2 separate regions of the Sus scrofa genome follow, and region 1 is linked to region 2. A link is a contact called in public HiChIP or PLAC-seq data. All regions are on one chromosome and are shown on one strand. Each heading gives the region's core, a stretch centred on a gene start, on an enhancer-like site or on the middle of the called end of the contact. The rest is flanking DNA. Distances are from core to core; before and after follow the strand shown.

Evidence for each region. HiChIP or PLAC-seq counts read pairs in DNA pulled down with a chosen protein or histone mark.
Region 1: a contact with region 2 is called in an H3K27ac HiChIP or PLAC-seq map of skeletal muscle. The contact joins the promoter of LOC110259923 here to the promoter of ARID1B in region 2. A contact is called at or near these places in 2 of 5 promoter capture datasets (fetal skeletal muscle and liver), 19 of 47 Hi-C or Micro-C datasets (alveolar macrophages, brain, embryonic fibroblasts and 10 more) and 2 of 2 datasets of contacts at active chromatin or transcription factors (alveolar macrophages and skeletal muscle).

Annotation. Positions count from the first base shown.
Region 1 is chr1:10,310,264-10,314,296 of Sscrofa11.1, forward strand. It overlaps LOC110259923 (oleosin-B6-like), which reads right to left and starts at 2,739. Exons shown (of 2, transcript XM_021086562.1): 1 at 817-2,739. The coding sequence starts at 1,342.
Region 2 is chr1:10,225,185-10,229,286 of Sscrofa11.1, forward strand. ARID1B (AT-rich interactive domain-containing protein 1B) reads right to left here and starts at 2,197. Exons shown (of 21, transcript XM_021071898.1): 1 at 552-2,197. The coding sequence starts at 2,171.

The DNA of each region.
Region 1 (4,033 bases), core at 1,489-3,988, 86 kb after region 2:
CCTCGATGCTGCTGCTGTTCTCCAATGGAAGGGCCTTTCCTGTCATCTGGGTTTGATCTTCAGAGTTCAGCTTAAATGCTGCTCTTTCAAGAAGCCTTCTTTGGCCCCTTTCTTAGTCAAAACCAGTCGTTCGTTCCTCTATGCTTCACAGCGCTTTACTAGGAACTCTGCTAGGAACTTGTTCAGGAAAACATTTATTCAGCGCCTGCAGTATGCTCTGGAGTGCTGGGCCAGTTCGAAAAACTAGTCTTGGCATCCACTGTCTAGGAATCTTCAGCCCCTGGGGAGACAGATGGGTAAGCGCATGATCTCAGCGCCCCCACCCCCCGAGGTGAATGCTGAGGTGGAGGCGGGTGCAGGACAGGCACCAAGAGGAGTAACAGGGCCCGGCCAGCACTGGCTGACTTTTAAATGCTGCCTGTTTTCCCTTAATCGAGGTCAAGATCCATTTTCAAATTCACCAAATTTGTTGATAGTAAGTGCCCGACCTTAATGAACAAATGCCACAGCTGTGCTCAGGGGAAGGAACTAGTGGGTGGACACCAGGCACAGGTCCAAGCCCATTCCCTATATTCCCCGGAATCAGGGTCCTTCTCACATCTTTCTTTCTCCCCGAAATGGACGCACATTCTCCCTCTATTTAGAATAGAAGTAATGACTCTTCCACAAAAGCCTGGAAAATATGACTTTTCCAGAAATGGTTTAGGTCGGTTACAGATCTTCAGCTCCTGGCAACCAACTTTAGGACGGGCTGCGCCCTCACTGGACACGCTCTCTTCGAGGCCCGACAGGGAATCTCTCCGGGGTCCAGCTCACCTGCGCCTCGGCCACAGGCCACGTGCGCGATCCGGGAGAAAAGCCTCCCAGCGCCGCACACCTTGGAGCCGACGCCGCTTCTCCGGCTCTTCCCGCCATCCCGCGCCGCTCCCACCTCCGCGGCCGCCCGACCCCGTCCGCGCCAGATCCGGCCCGGGTTTTGCGGGCCGCCCGCCGCCGCCGCGCTCGCCGGGCAGGGAGCTGGCGCCGCCGAGGCCGCCACGGCCCGGGCGTGGGGGCAGCGCCGCGCCTGCGGGGGTGGCGGGTCCCCGCGCCCCGGCTCCGCGCGCCGGGGGCCCTCGCGCTGCCGCCCCGCCCGCAGCCGACGGGAGCCGGAGGCCGCGCGGCCTCGGACGCAATTCCCCGCCCGAGTCCTCCTCCCGCGGCCGGGAGGGAACATTCCTGCTCTCCCCGCCCGGCCCGCGCCTGTTCCCGCTCCTCCCCCGCCGCGTGTTTTCCGCCCCAGTAAAGATCGTGCCACACAAATAAGCCTCGAATGCCCTTTGCTGAGCGGGCGGGAGGGCATCTAAAGCTGAGCCCGAGTGGGCCATTTTCAGGGCGCGTCTCGGAGCCGCTAAAAGTCTTGTTTTCTCCCTAAAGTGGAAGGTGTGGGGGGCGGGGGCGGGCAAGGGGCCGCTTCCAACTGCTACACACGCTCGAATAGTTGTCAGTAAAATCAAACTGACGTCAGCCCCGGGGAAAAAGATAGGTCTCTTTTGTTCTCCTGTTCTCCCCCCGCCCCCCCACCTCCCCTGCGATCAAAGGCAAAAAACATTTTTTGGAGGTGGGGGAAAGACAAAAAAGGAAAAGAAATTGCAATGCAAAGAGATAGCTTCCATTAGAGCTCCAGCCCGGGCGGAGAGAATGTTTAATGAATGCATCAAGCCTTTTGATCACCCTCGCTCGGTTGGGTTCAGTAGTGCCGGAAGGTTAGCTGCATATCCTGTGGCTGATCTGAAATTCGATCAGCAGAGGGGGCAAAGAAAAGAAAAGCATTTTAATGGGAATCAATAGAGGATCATAGGTCCTGGAAGGAAATACGTGTTGATTAAAAATACCACAAGATTAAAAAATGTTCACGACTGGTTTAAAAAAAGAGAGAGAAGGGAGAGAGAGAGAAGAGAGGGGGAGGAGAGGAAAAAACCCTTAGCAATCTATTTTCTGTGTGTGTTGCTGCCAGAGAGGCAGTCAGCAGACCAACAGTTTGTGTAATGCTTCAAGCTACAGCAGGCAAATTTAAAGCTGTATGCTCAGAACAACATAATAAATACTTATTGAAAATGCATTTCTATTTCTAAGCGGGGTTCACTCATGCATTATACAAAACACCTAGGGCTGCAGTATCCAGACACAAGGGGACAAATAAGGTGTACTGTGACTCAAGTTCTTTAAACTCTTGGGCTTTTAACAGTTGAGAGCAAGAGCTTGGTTTTTTTAAAAACACTGAAACCAAACTAATAGCTTTGTAAGATACCACAGACTTACATTGTCTGAAACTTTAAAAAGAAGTTGTAATTTTAAAAAAAATCTGAAATCTATGAATGTGAAGAGAAAGGTAGGGTGGGGAATTAACAGTGGTAGATGGCATACTGATTGGGTTACAGAGTGGAAAATTATTGCCTTGTAGGTAGAGAAAGTGATCAATAATGTGATAAAAATGGTTGAGGGTTATATGGCTATTTACCTACTACAGTGGGAAAGGGAAACAGGCCTTTTAAATCCATTCTTTAACACAGGAACACAACTATACACCCTCTCTGCATGGCCTCTTGGAGGAGTCAATAGGGCTTAAATGTTTACAAGTTTAACAAACAAAATTCCTTCCTTATTGTGAGGGAATTCAGCTGGACCGGGTGGTGGACTCTTCCTTTCCATGGTCTCTTCCAGTGCTCCTCAACCTGCATTCCTGCCTTCACTCCTACCCAGTTCTTCCTTTTCTTTCAGTCTCTCTGAAGAACAAAAAAGGAGCAAGGAGCATTTTCAGGGCAATTTCCCTTGGATATTTATATATGTAAGAATTTATAGAAATGCTTTCCTTCTCCAAAGATGCCGCCATCCAGGAGCCATGCCTCCTTTATTCAAACTCTTGTGTAGTCCCTGCCATGATTTGGGCTGCAGCTGAGGTGACACTCTGTGACCTTCAAGGCTACATCATAAGAATATTGCTGCTTCGATACCTCGATCCCGTGGAATGCTCCCTCTTGGGACACTGTCTCTCTCTCAGAACCCAGCTGCATTCTTTGAGAAGCATGTGGAGCCCAGGTCATCTGCAGTGCTCAGCTTGATAGCATGCATTTGCTCTCAGCAATGAGTTCCCAGACAACAGATAACATCAACTGCCCTCCAAGTGAATTAGCCATATTGGAAGTCCAGTCCTGTTGAACCTCCTGACAACTTCAGCCCAGCTGCCTTCGCACTGTAGTTGCATGAAAGACCCGAAGCAAAGAGTACCCAGCTGAGCACAGACAACCCATAGAATAATAAGAGATAATAAGTAATGAGTATGAAATGAGTAAATTATAGCTTTTATTAATATCTTAATTTTAGAGTAGATACCAAAACTGCTTGTTATAATAAACTTAAATGAAATAAGCTAGTAGCTCGCAGTCTCCTCCTTGCCCCTTTCCTCCTGCCCCAGGGTTTTTCTTCACCATCCACAATGCTAGCCCTTATTCCTGAAGGCTATTAAGCTGAGCAACATAAAGACACACAATTCTGTAAGCCTTTCCTCTGGGGGCTTAGAGTCCAACTGGGAATAGAAGATGCTTTTTCTAAGAAGGAGAAGCCATTTATGCACTGCTAGGTCCTGGCATAGCAATGAGTGTTAAACCATCTGTTGTTAAATGAAAATATTGTTTATTTTTTATAACATGCATTTAGGAGGGAGGAAAGCTATCTAGGGTTTGAGCTGGCCTTTGCTCACAGGTTTTTTTTTTTTTTTTTTTTTTCTTCAGCTTCTTTCTGGTGCAGTTCTACCTTTCCTGGGATTTTCAAAATGTTAAGAGTTCAGGAGGACAAATATTTTCTAATTTTAGTAGGCACCAACATGAGCAGATCTCGGGTTTTATTTTAATATTTATAATACTAAATGATCACTTGGAATATACATCCTCCCATGTATGATGGAGCCAGTGCCCTTGGCTCTGCAGTGCCTCCCTTCCCATGAAACCTGTTGCATCTACCGTGGCTGCAGCAGTCACTGGACACTTCTCCTCCA
Region 2 (4,102 bases), core at 947-3,446:
CAAAGCTAACCTATTTTTCCTGCCTTCACCTAATAAGCTAAGAGGGAACGTAGTGTGGCCGGAGGTAGGACAAAGTTCCTCATTCTTTTCCCAGTTCTAGCTCATTGTTGGCGCTAACCGAGAAGAGGGGGTCAATCTTCCTTCCCCGACCGTACCGGCCGGGAGCGCCTATTTTGTTGAAAAAGCTGCCCGAACGGTCCCCGGCGCCCACACGGCTTCCCGGCGGCGCGGTCCCCGACTCCCGCACGCGCGGCTCGGCGCCTGGGGTGGGGTGGCCGGGCGGGTGCTGCGCGACCGGCAACCGCGGCGCCCGTCCCGGGCCTCGGCCAGACCCCCTCCCCAGGCCCCGGGCCCCGCGCCGCGCAGTCGGACCCCGCGCGCTGCCCGGCCTCGGAAGGAGGCAGCCGCGAGTTAAAATGGCTTTGGGCGTCTCGCCCCCGCCTCCCCCGACAGAAGACGCAGAAAAAGTACGCGGAAAGAAAGAAACTAGGGCTCGCGGCGCGCCGCGAGGCCGCCGCGGCGGAAGCAGGCCCGACCGGCGCGGGGGTTACCTGGGATCTGCCCATGGTCGGGCCGGGGGTGCCGGGGCTCATCGCCGGGTGGCTCCTTTGTTGCGCGGCCGCCCAGGCCGGGCTGGCAGCGGCGTACTGGGCGCCCATGTCCTTGCCCAAGCCCATGCCCGCGGCCGCCTGCTGGCCGCCCGCCGCCGCCCCCGCCGCCGCCGCCTGGGACTGGGGCTGCGACGGCGGCGGCGGCGGCGGCGGCGCGCTGGGGCTGCTGTAGTCGGGGTAGCTGCCGCCGTAGCTCCTCATCATGGGGCTGGGCGAGGTGAGCAGCTGGTTGAGGGTCGGGGTGGCCCCCGACGGGTGCTGGTTCTGCCCGGCGAAGCGCTGGAAGCCCCCCGCCGCCGCGCCGGCGGCCGCCTTGCTGAGGCTCGCGGCCCCGCCGCCCCCGGGGCCCATCATCATGCCGCCGCCCTGCTGCCGGGGGGAGCTCAGCACCCCGTACCCCGAGGACGAGCCCCCATAGCCGCCGCCGCCGCCTCCTGCTGCTGCTGCCGCCGCCGCGGCCGCCGCCGCCACAGCTCCCGCTCCTGCTCCTCCTCCTCCTCCTCCTCCTCCGCTGCCTCCTCCTCCTCCTCCTCCTCCTCCTCCTCCTCCTCCTCCGCCACCGCCGCCGCCGCCGCCGCCGCCCGCGCTGGGCCGGCTGTAGCCCGGATAATGGTTGTACTGGCTGTTGGGGTACCCTTCGTGGGAGTTCTGCAGGGGGTCCATGCTGTTGGGGGCTCCGGCGGTGGCTGAGGCGGAGTGCATCATCCCCATCCCGGGGCTTTGTTGTCCGCCATGTTGATCAAAGCAAGGCCCAGCGCGGCCGCCGGGGCCGCCGCTAGCAGGGGCAGCGCTGCCATAGTAATTATTAAACTCCGAGACGGCCGCCGGGCCGCCGCCACTGCTGCCGCCCCCGGGCACAGCGACCGGCGGCGGCTGCGCGCCCAGGGCGCCCAGGCCCGGCTGCTCGTAGCGGCCGCCTGCCGGCTCCCCCATCTTGGGCGGCGCGTCGTCCTCGTCGCCCGGCTTGCTCAGCAGAGGCTGGCCCGGGGGGTCGGCCTGGCTGCCCGCGGCACTGTCCTTGGCGCCTCCATGTTGCGGCTGCTCCATGTCGGGACCGGGCTGAGCCGTGCCGCCGCCCGCGCCGCTGAGGCTGTTGTTGTTGGAAATGGGATGTTGCTGCTGCTGCTGCTGTTGCTGCTGCTGCTGCTGGAACTGGTTTAGCTGCTGCTGTAGTGCGTGGTGGTGGTGGTGGAGGTGGTGGGCATGGTGGTGGTGGTGGTGGGCATGGTGGTGGTGGTGGTGCTGCTGGTGGGGCGGTGCGGCGGGGGCTTCGCCAACGGTTTTCAGTTTGTGGTTGGGGAGCAGCCCCGTCTCCATGGCCGAGCCCGGGCCCAACGAGGAGGAAGAGGAGGACGCCGCCGCGGAGGAGGAGGAGGACAGCGCGGCGGCGCTTCCACCCTCCTTCAGAGCCGCCTCGGAGCCGCCGCTCTTGGCGCTGTTAGTGCTGGCGGCGGCGGCCGCCGCGCTCGCGTTATGGGCCATGTTCAGTTCGTGACGGGGGTGCAGGGGGTGGTGGTGCACATTATTCAGGCCGCCGCCGTCGCCGCCGCCCCCCAGCATGGGTCCCGGTGCCGCCGCCGCCGCCGCCGCGCCGCGCGCCCCCGCCTCCAGGTCCCGGGCCCCGAGCGCCGGCCGCGGCCCGGGGGGCGCCCGCCGCTCGCCGCTGCCCGCCCGCGCCCGCGCCGCCGCTGCTGCCCGCGCGGCCATGATCGCCGCGGCGTGGCGAGGCCGGGCGGGGGGCGGGGGGAGACAATAAAACCCACTTTTTAGTCTGCGGCCCCTCCTGTGCGCATCCACACGCCCCGACGGGAATCGAGCGAGCCCCCTCCCCCTCCACAGGCCCCGCCGGAGCCGAACCGGGAGTCACGCCTTACGGTCTGGGCCTGTTCCCGCTGTGTGATTTCATGGTGAAAGTTTTTAGTTCAGGTTTAAATGAAACTTTTCTCTTTTCCTCTCTAACCCGGATATGGGTAAATACACGACTCACTGAGCCTATCGGGCCCAGCATGGCATGAGAGGGAGCCGAGCGAGCCCGAGCAACTATTATCCACTTCTCTCTGATTACTCGTGCGCACTCGCAAAACGCGGACTGGACTCGGCCCGGGCCGCCGCCGCCCGCGGCGCCCTCCGCCCGCCTGCCCGCCCGGGCGCAGCCTCGCGGGCACCGGCGGCCCCGGGCCGGGGGCTCGGGCCGCTCGGCCGGCGCCGGGCGCGCGGCGGCGTGGGGCGACGGGAGGCTGCACTTTCCCCTCGTGCCTCCGTCTCCTTGCCAACCGGGCGTTCGCGTGTTTGTTTTCACGTCTAAAAGGAACGATTCAAAGGTGGAAAACGAGTCTGACGAGCAGACAAAAGAGGGAGAAGGGCTGGGGAACAAAGTTGTCTGTTGGCCTCAAAGGTTACGAGGAGCCGACGGAGAAAGAAGATATTTGGGCAATCTGTGCAAAAGCACTGCCTCTCCCAAGAGTTATGTAATTTTTCAGCATGTTAGCCTCTCTGCCTTGATTTCGGGCCGTCAATGTAATTCCCACAACTTCTTTAAACTGCATAATTAGGAAAGAGTTTAAGTGAAGGTTAGCCGCATTCCAGAAGCGCTGTGCCCTGTACACAGCAGGTACTCAATAAATGCTTAGGTTGATTGCACCTGCCCCAAAAATAACGTTGATATAACTTTTTTTAAGGCATCTTATATGTGTACGTAGGCTTATCAATGAAAACATAAAGTAATCCCAAAGGAGCATTTTTCCTTCCCATGCACTTGTCTGTCCTCGCTCTGAAGAGAAAGTCTTCAAATACGTAGCGTGGTGCGTTATGCTCCCAGCAACTTGCACGTGGAAATTTAACTCCTGGTGCCATAATAGCGACTGCAAAGGTTTATCTCATGTCTTCATAAATCTGTATGACATCATACCTGCATCGTATTTCAGAGGTTATGTGCACAATTAACCCTCTTGATATGAGTTCATTTCTAAGCAATGTGAGACAAAACTAAAAAAAAGTAACATGTTATTTAATAAACATAAAATCAATGATGATATAAATCCATCAAATCTAATCCTAGAGCTAAAAGGGTTCATGCTTTGTTCTTTTAATATTAGCTATTGTTTTATCACTTTATGATGTTTTAAATTTTTTTATTGTGAATTTCTCACCTAGTAACATCCTGAATATCTTCAAAAGCAGGACTTCTTAACCTAAACAATGGCTCAGTTGTATTAGTGTGGACTCAGTTTTCATGGAGAGAAAGCATTTGAAAGCAGAGCTTTCAAGAGGTCATGCTAGCTGAAATAACATATATGATTTTGGTAGAATGTAGTTTTCCAAAATCACCTCATTCTTAAGCTTTCCATAAAGACTATTTTAGTTTATTTCAACCACAGGGGTTATTTTTGTTTGCTTGAGGAAGTATTAATATGTTACATGACTAAATAGAAAAGGATAGATGTGAAAAACTGGTGACTAATTGGGGGGAGGGGACTCAGGTGCACACCCAA